3 separate regions of the Mus musculus genome follow, and regions 1 and 3 are each linked to region 2. Evidence: chromatin contacts called from public Hi-C and HiChIP or PLAC-seq data. All regions are on one chromosome and are shown on one strand. Each heading gives the region's core, a stretch centred on a gene start, on an enhancer-like site or on the middle of the called end of the contact. The rest is flanking DNA. Distances are from core to core; before and after follow the strand shown. Region 1 holds the start of Aldh18a1 (aldehyde dehydrogenase 18 family, member A1). Region 2 overlaps Sorbs1 (sorbin and SH3 domain containing 1). Region 3 overlaps Sorbs1 (sorbin and SH3 domain containing 1).

The links. HiChIP or PLAC-seq counts read pairs in DNA pulled down with a chosen protein or histone mark. Hi-C and Micro-C count contacts between places; a contact is called where the count stands out from the background.
Region 1: a contact with region 2 is called in a CTCF HiChIP or PLAC-seq map of the NIH/3T3 cell line, with 16 read pairs. The contact joins the promoter of Aldh18a1 here to the enhancer-like site in region 2. A contact is called at or near these places in 1 of 15 datasets of contacts at CTCF or cohesin (the NIH/3T3 cell line), 3 of 115 datasets of contacts at active chromatin or transcription factors (embryonic stem cells, intestinal crypt epithelium and intestinal villus epithelium) and 2 of 9 other capture datasets (adipose tissue and liver).
Region 3: a Hi-C map of liver shows a contact between it and region 2, with 2.7 times the contacts expected there. The contact joins two enhancer-like sites. A contact is called at or near these places in 1 of 39 promoter capture datasets (macrophages), 13 of 484 Hi-C or Micro-C datasets (brown adipocytes, cerebellar granule neurons, cerebellum and 6 more), 6 of 115 datasets of contacts at active chromatin or transcription factors (cardiomyocytes, embryonic fibroblasts, embryonic stem cells and 3 more) and 3 of 9 other capture datasets (adipose tissue, liver and pancreatic islet).

What each region holds. Positions count from the first base shown.
Region 1 is chr19:40,587,073-40,589,772 of GRCm38.p6, reverse strand. It overlaps Aldh18a1 (aldehyde dehydrogenase 18 family, member A1), which reads left to right and starts at 1,310. Exons shown (of 19, transcript NM_019698.2): 1 at 1,310-1,463. Gm27042 (a long non-coding RNA gene) reads right to left here and starts at 1,241. Exons shown (of 4, transcript XR_386705.4): 1 at 1,154-1,241.
Region 2 is chr19:40,461,666-40,464,365 of GRCm38.p6, reverse strand. All of the region lies in intron 1 of Sorbs1 (sorbin and SH3 domain containing 1), which reads left to right. Among named protein-coding and RNA genes, the nearest start is that of Sorbs1, 51 kb to the left of the region's middle. Within about 2 kb of position 1,250, at least 55 of the 459 cell types and tissues checked have an H3K27ac peak or open chromatin away from gene starts, as enhancers often do. A contact at or near this core is called in the NIH/3T3 cell line, intestinal villus epithelium and liver, where this site is marked.
Region 3 is chr19:40,394,627-40,397,326 of GRCm38.p6, reverse strand. All of the region lies in intron 4 of Sorbs1 (sorbin and SH3 domain containing 1), which reads left to right. Among named protein-coding and RNA genes, the nearest start is that of A930028N01Rik, 99 kb to the right of the region's middle. Within about 2 kb of position 1,351, at least 51 of the 459 cell types and tissues checked have an H3K27ac peak or open chromatin away from gene starts, as enhancers often do. A contact at or near this core is called in liver, where this site is marked.

The DNA of each region.
Region 1 (2,700 bases), core at 61-2,560, 130 kb before region 2:
CCAGTCCCTTAGTCTAGTTACACCCCTGACACACACCCACACGCACCCCCCCCCCCCCACTTTTTTTAGAAGCCCGGGTACCAGATCTAATCAGCGCCTGCTGTTTTGTTTCTCTTTAATGCCCCACCTCCCCACCCTCAACGTGCTCAAAATTTAACGCGTCCTGGCGCCAACACCCTTCCCAAAGCACAGATTTTCTCAGCTTCTTCCTAGATCTCATATGCCGACGCACATTTCATTTCAAAGAACTCCTCTTCCTGGTACTCAACCCTTAGCAAAAAGTGCTGTGAGCGCGCCTTCCTTTTTGCTCCCACGCCCCCTGTCGGCGCCTTTCGTCTGCTTTATTTCTTACAGGGCGCTTTGCAATAGGCTAACCCACTTCCCAGTTTCTACACCTCTGTGCTGATTTCCGACACAAAAACCTGATCATATCATTCCAGGGCTTTAGAAGTTTGGATTCACTGACTTGGTGACCCATAAGATTCAAAATCTTTGTATGGTGAGCTCCCAGCCAGATGTTCTCTTCTGCAAACCTATCATCCATGAGCGTGGATCTCTCCTAAGCTGAAACCTCCTTTTAGCCCTTCCCCCCACTCCCCCCCGCTCCCCGCCCCCTGCCCTTCCCCCCATACTCCTGCATCATGGACTGAGAAGTAGTGGTAAGTTCCCTTTAGTGAATTAGAAAATGAATGAATAGGCTCAGTAGCATTGTCAGGACTACAAAAGCATAAAGAACCAATTTTCAGCCACAGTTGACCTTCTCTAGACAATGGCCTCCCTGCAACGAACGGTGCTATGGGACGAGAACGTTGCCAGCCCGGAAGGAGATGATCTGTGTCCGTTATGCATTCAACTTTGGGATAATCAGTGGTTATTAATAATCAGAGATTAAACACACCGTCTTAAAATGCAGTATTCTTACCACCACCTTTGCTGAAAACACTTGGGCTGTTATTTTCGGGTAACTAGGTGCCAACTTGTTTTACCATGGTGCCAATTTTTTTCAATAGCCAGTCTTTGTTTTTGTTTTTGTTTTGAGGGAGACGGTCTTTGTTGATTCAATCTATTTCTAATGTGAGTCTGACATATAGACGATCAACTGTCAAACACGCTTTATGAAATCCATCAGCAACTAGAAGCCAGTCTTCCTTACCTTTCTGGGAAGCTGTCTGGGGAGGTTCCTTTCTGGGTGCTCGAAGCCCCGCCCCTATACTCTGCGGGCGCGGAGCCTGGGGATGGGAGGGGGCCGCCACGTGGAGCGTGGGCGCGATTCTCAGAAGCGCCTGCGCCGTTGCCGTGGCGTAGCGTGGGTCAGACCCGTCTCCCAACGTCAGCGGCGCTACGGGGCTTCAGTCTAACGCGGCTGACGCAACTCCGGAGAGCTGGACGTAGACGGAAGAAAAGGCGGAGGAGAGGGCGGTCGCCGCGAAGAGTGGTCCAGGGCTGGGGTCGGCGGCCAGCAGGTAGGTGGCTGGGCAGCACCGGGCAAGGGGTACACTCACTGAAAGGGGGAGATGCGGGGTGCAGCCGCGGGTCCGGAGGGGCGTGGACACGGGAGCCGGCGGCGGCGCGGGGCAGCCAGGTGCTCTGAGATGCTCATGCACAGCTCCCGGTGCAGGGTTTAGGAGGCCCAGGGATCTCTGGCCATCTTTTGGGTATGCTACCAGCGGAGGCTGGAGGACCCTGCAGCCTCTTCCTACCAAGTCCACAACCGGCTTCCAGGGCTCCTGTGCTGCGAGTAGTCATACACCTGGTGTGAAACCATCCACGGACGCACTCCCAGGGCCTGAGTCTGCAATTCTCTGTGGCTCGCGACCTGACATATGGAACCTGTACATAGGAGATTCTCCCTGCAGCCAGGGTTATTCCCGGAGACCCCGTGTGTGATAATTATCTCCTGGCACAGAAAGGGTGCGCTCAGATTCTTCACCCCGCACGCCATACCCCAGCCTTATTCCCCCACCCTCCGAAGCAACAACATTTATCTTTGAGTTTCTGTCTTTCTATTAAGTAGTGAACCATGAACTCAGCATGTGTTTTTCTGGGTAGTTTGTTGAGACTGAAGTTCACTTCTCTAAGTGAGATAAGAGCTCTCCGTGTGTTTGTGTCTAGTCACTTGAAAGCTGTTCTGAGTTAAAATATAAGAACTTCTCTCTCGATCACAGAGTCTCCACGTATATACCCTTTGGGCTTTTGCATCACCTGTCTGGTTTTTGCTGTCACAACAAACTGACTGGTTGAACAGTCGTTTGCAATATAAGATCTTGCCTCCCTGGGCCAGAGACAAATGGTAGACCTCATACCTCCAAGGATCTCAGACGTTCAGAGCTTTCTGTGCTTAGACAAGAGAGGGGTAAACAGTCTAGAACTATGCATGTGACCCGATCAGAATCTTTTCTGAGACAGGGTCTTATGTAGCCCAGGCTGGCCTAGAACTGGCTGTGTGCTGAGAACGACCTCGGGCTTCTGATCCTTTTTGCCTCTACTTCCCCCGAATGCTGGGATTACAGGCGTTTGCCACTAAGCACGGCTGTCCATCAGTGGCTCTTTTGACCTTTTGGTGTCAGTGAAGGAAGTAAGTGGAAAGGTTAAGAAATGTCAGTGCCTTATAAAAGACAGAAGAGGGGGGTGGACAATAGCCTTATCTGTGCACCCAGGCGCTTTCCAGCCTTGCCTTGTGTCACTCCCACGGTGATCTCA
Region 2 (2,700 bases), core at 1-2,500:
CGCGAACTCAGAAATCCCAAGTACTAGGATTATGCTTTCTCTTTTGTGTCCCGTGGGTTCAGGGAACCCAGAGAACCTCTAATTCCTGTCTCCTGGAAAGATAGGAAGTCTTGGGAAAAAGTGGTCCCTCTCAAAGGATGGCCTTAGTTCCATGCCAGGAACAGGTTTCTGAACAGGTCATACTTTTTATTGCATCATGGACTTTCGATATCGGATGAAAACTTTGGTCTCCTTTCCCGAAGGCGACAACAGGCTTTTTTGTAGTGAACCTTGTGCTGAGCCCTGTTGTGTGTCAATCCCTTCAGATCTCTGTAACTCCATGAGGTATGGGGTCTTACAGTGTTCCCACTTCCCTGGATAAGGAAACTGAGTCAGCCAGGCGGAAACAATTTGTCCATGGACAAATGTCTTCGCATATGATTTCAGTCCTGGTTTTAGCACTCCAGTTCCTGAGCCACCACGTGTGTGACTTGAAGGTAGAAATCCATCTCTGCCCCCAGGGCAACCTGCCTGTCGGGGAAGTAGAGGGAAGACAGGCTGCTCTCATCCTCTCTCGCCTTCTTCTGTTTTCATTGAACAGTTAGGTGAGTTAGTATATCGGTGTCTAAGTGTCCTTGTCTCCCAGGGATCCTACATAGTGACCTAATTGGCATTTCATATTTGATCGGGAGTCTCATACTGTGGACTGCCCTCTGTCCTGCTCTTCTGTGGATCAGGGAGCGTGGGCTCTGGTGTTATTTATGATGAGGACATTCTCACTAACACGAGTGGACGCCACTGCCCTGTAGTATGTCTGCAGAGTGGCCCACAAGTAAAAAGTATAGCATGCCCATAGTTCCATAAGAGCCTATGAAGATTGGTTTGTGAGCACTGACTGTGCTTGGCCTTTGGTTTGAAGCCACAGTGGATATTTTCTTAATGCTATCGCCATTCAGTAATAACAGATTTTGTCATATTTCATATTCCTTTTCCTATCTTCCTTCCTCCCTGCCTGTCTGTAATTCCCACAGCAAGTGTTCTAAATATTATAGTATTGTGGAACATCACTCTTGAATAAGAACTCAGATACCTGTAGTATGCCCTTGCTTTTTGGAGAACTAGAAACAGTCAGAGGGGTGCAGGAGCTTGCCCAAGGCCCCACAGCCCATCCACAGCAGGGCCAGAACACAGATCATCACCCTTCTCAGACCATGCGCTGTATCTCATTCCTTAACTCTTTGCAAGCAGATGCAACAGGGAGCCACTTTTCCCTTATATGGTTATATGCTCTCTGCTTCTTCCTTGACAGCAGAGGCTGGGTCAGTTTACAGTCTCTCCTTCCTCCTCTAACTGCCACCCCCACCACCTCAGGGCGTGTAACGATGGGCCTTTCGTGAGAAGACCGTCTCCAGAGTTCTGAATGGTGTTAGGCTCACAGGTCATGCTATGAGAACTGCTAACTTCTCAAACATGAGGGTAGATCCCTGCTGTCGAGTCGGAGACTTTCCTCTTTCTAAATACTGTTTTCTCCCATTTAGTATGGTGATGAGTATAGCCAAGCTAGGAAACTCTTGGAAGCCAAAGTGCTATGGCTGATTGATTAGTGGCTGCTTTGAGGTCCCTCTCCAGCAGCAATCTGTACAAAGAACACATTTTTAAAGCTTAGTTCAAGCTGGTTCGAATAGTGATGCCTAGCATGCCTAGGTTGCAGCTCACTAGCTCACTACTCCTCGGGACATACCTCTGGGGATGTTCATGGACTTCTCTGCTAAGGAGAATTCCATTGTGTGTTACTCAGCTCTCCTAGTTACTCTGCCTTCTAAGGACAACTGTCTCCCACTTAGCTCTGTTTCTGGGCTTCCTCATATAGAGTCAGAGCAATGAGTAGAGGCTGAAATGGATGGAGAGGGTCAGAGTTCCACGTGAATGTTGGTAAACAGTGGCTGTACTTGTTTCTGGAAAGTTCAGTACTTGTGTGAGAGGAAAAAGCAGCCCCCACCAAAGGAGGTAGAAGGGAGAGAAGAGGCTTTGAAGAGCAGACTGGGGTGGAGGTGGGATGAAGAACAGAGTCCTTGGAGGAGCACAGGCCAGCAAAAGGTAGAGAGAGATGTGTGGAAGACTTGAAAGATACCTTCCTGTGCATCAAGAATTTAGACTCTGGCCAGACGTGGTGGTGCACGCCTTTAATCCCAGCACTCGGGAGGCAGAGGCAGGTGGATTTCTGAGTTCAAGGCCAGCCTGGTCTACAAAGTGAGTTCCAGGACAGCCAGTGCTATACAGAGAAACCCTGTCTCGAAAAACCAAAAAAAAAAAAATAAATAAATAAATAATTTAGACTCTGGTACATGGAAGCCTAGGTGTATCTGGGTTTCTCCAGCATGTTTTTAGACTCTGGTACATGGAAGCCTAGGTGTATCTGGGTTTCTCCAGCATGTTCATTCAGGATGGTGGAGCTGACAGTTGAGTGGGTTTGGGAAATGTGTTGCATGAGGTCCCTCCCAGTGATGCCCTGTTGGAGTCAGCACCTGTCAGTAACATCTGTCACTGCCAGGTCACTTTCCTGCCTGTAAAGCCCAGAAACAAGGCTGAGGGTAGACTGTCTGCCCAGTGTTCATGACATGACTGCTTCCATCCTCAGTGTGGCATTGACTAGGTCTGGTGGTGTATGATCCGAGTCTGAGGAGGTTGAAGGGAGGAGAATTGGTAATCCAGGGTTATCCT
Region 3 (2,700 bases), core at 102-2,601, 67 kb after region 2:
GGGCACAGGACATCTATGCCATTTTTATCCCTCACCTCCCTAGCTTGCTGCCCTCCTCCATTCAGTTCTTGTGAGCTATACTCTTAGGGTCTTGGGGCTGTCTTGGCTGTCTTGCACGTAGGGAATATTGAGGGGGGGCGTGCTGTGGGAGGGCTGCAAGGGAATATTTAAACTGGGAGCATGGGAGGGGCTTCTGAAATCCTGGGATCACCAGTTTCACTCTTTAAATCTGTATATAGAAGAAACTTTTATTAAAAGAGTTTGTGTGTGATGTTGGGGGGGGGAGGATGTGTGTGTGAGATACATCACAGCAGTAGTGATGGCTTCCCTCTGCCTTAGCTAGACTCACGTTTGGTAGGAAACAAGGAGACAGGTGTAACCTAAAGGTCATCAGAATGGCCTGCAATGGACACCGAGCCAGGATAACTGGGCTCCTGCCTCAGCCTCTGCACTTGAGAACAAAGGTAGAACAAGTGACTGAGTGATTGGCTGAAAACAGCACCCCAAATCTGCTTCCCACCCCAGCGCAGTCTCCCAAGTGATTGTAAGGTACAGTGAACAGGATTCCTGTGAGAAGTTCATTCAATCTAGATCTATGCAGAATTGTCGCTCCTGTCTCAGTTATTGTAAACATAGACTGTGTGCGTGCTGTGTGCCTTCCGAAGCAGCAGCAGGATGGACAGAATGGGCGCTGTCCACTTTCCTTCCATTCCTTCCTGCCCACTTGGCAATCCCAGTCACGTGGTGCTGAGTCAATAGTCTCTTATTTCCAAGCAGACCTACCCCGTGTCATTCTGTTTTCTGTGACTCTGAGACCCCTGGGCACAGTCCATTGGGGTTACTCTGGCACCATGCTGCATCTGCAAGGGAGGTTTGGTGATGTGCCTGTCATTGAGATGGGTGGTCTAGGCAGGCAAGAAATGGGGTCTCGGCATCCAGCGCTGTGTACTGGGGTGCTGTCCAGAGCCTTCCTCATCCACTTGGCACCTCTTTTCTAGCAAAGAGTGGGATTAAGCAGCACCATCTGTTTCCCAGCAGATGGGGGTCAGAGCAGGTACAGGACCCTAAAAGGTATGCTTTGAAAGAAGCAGCTTTGAGGCCTGAAGGACCAGGCAGTCTACAAGGGCATTCCCCCTTTTAGCTGCACTCAACCTACAGCCATGGCCCCGTCCTCAAATTCCCGGTTGTACAGCAGATGACCCACTGTTCCTAAGGGACACCTCGTACTCTGATTGTATCCCCCTTCCTCTACTTGCCAGGCCATCTGTGTCTCTGTACATCTCTGTCCAGCCCTGGCAAGCTCCCTGTGCCAGGGGCTGCCAATACCCATGGATCAACTCCATCTGAGTGATGGCCTCAGAAAGCTTCAGCCATCTTGGCCCAGAACCCCAGAGAGAGAAAGCAGGCTATTTTTAAGGACTGCATCCACGGCTCTCTTCATTGTTCTTGTGGCGTAGGCAGTTTCCTCCTATTGTCCCCACACAGTTCCTCGACTTGCCTGAGCGGCTCCCAAATGTTGTTTCTGGATGCACCGTTTACCCTCTTGTGTTTCCAACAGCCGACCCTTTCCGTGCTCGCTCTATATCTGCTGTTAAAATAATTCCCGTGAAGACAGTGAAAAGCCCTTCAGGCCTAGTACTCCCTCCAGGTATCTCTCTTTGGGGCTGTTTCTTTTAATTGTCCGATCATGCATGGTTTCTTTCCTTCTTTGCTCCTAACACCATACTGTGAGCCCTAATCCTCGCATGTGTAGAAGGCATTTCCTCTCCCTAAGTTGTTTCCTCTGTGTGTGCGTGTGTGCGCGCGCGCGCGAGTGTGCGTGTGCGTGTGCGTGTGTGTGGTCTGTCTGCAAGTGTGTAAGCCAGGGAGGAGTAAGGGAAGAGCCTGAGGCTGCAGCCTTGTCTTCCTTGCTTTAGAAGGCTTACTGTAGAGGCTGAACCTTCTTTGTAGTGGGGCTCTCTCCTGAGAAGTTTGCAACTCCCAATACTTCTGTGAAAACTGTGTTTCCGGGAGAGTTAGCCTGGCCTCAAACCTCTGAGTCAGGCTGAATGTGAAGCAGCTCCTGTAGATGTTGGATGGTGACTCCCCGTGTGATACTCAGGGCCATTTCCCAGAGCACTCCAGCCCCTCTCTGGCTTCGCCTGCAGTTCCTTCCTGCCTCTCCTCTCCAAGAGGTGGGGGGGGGGGTGTACATTTCTGATTCAAAGTTCTGTGTAGTCAGAGTGGGATGGGTGGAGCTCAGAAGTTGGACAGATCTGGCTATGCGTCCAGGATCGTACAGCTGGGCTGTAGATTTGCCAGTTTGCCTGATGTTCCTATGACCAAGGTTTGGCTTTCCTAATAGTTTTATAACACCAGTCACTTACTCTCTTGATGGGGCTAGGCGCTCCCTGGGGTTGCCATGTGGTCTGGGATGTGCTGTGAGTTTTGTGGTTTCCTCCCCATGGAAGAGGGGGTGTTGGGGGCAGGAATAAAGAGCAGGGGGAAAGGAAACTTGCTTTCTCATTACTTCCCCCCACCCCACCCCCAAACAGACATGGGCAGGGTGTTGAGTCCCACCCAAAGACACGCTGTAAGCTCCAGCCTCGCCCTCTCATCCTCATTGTGGTAATTTTAGATCAGGAAGCTGGACTCTGAGCAGTTTGGCAGGTGTGGGGATGTAGGAAGTAAGTGTGGAGTTGACTTGACTTAGCTGCATAG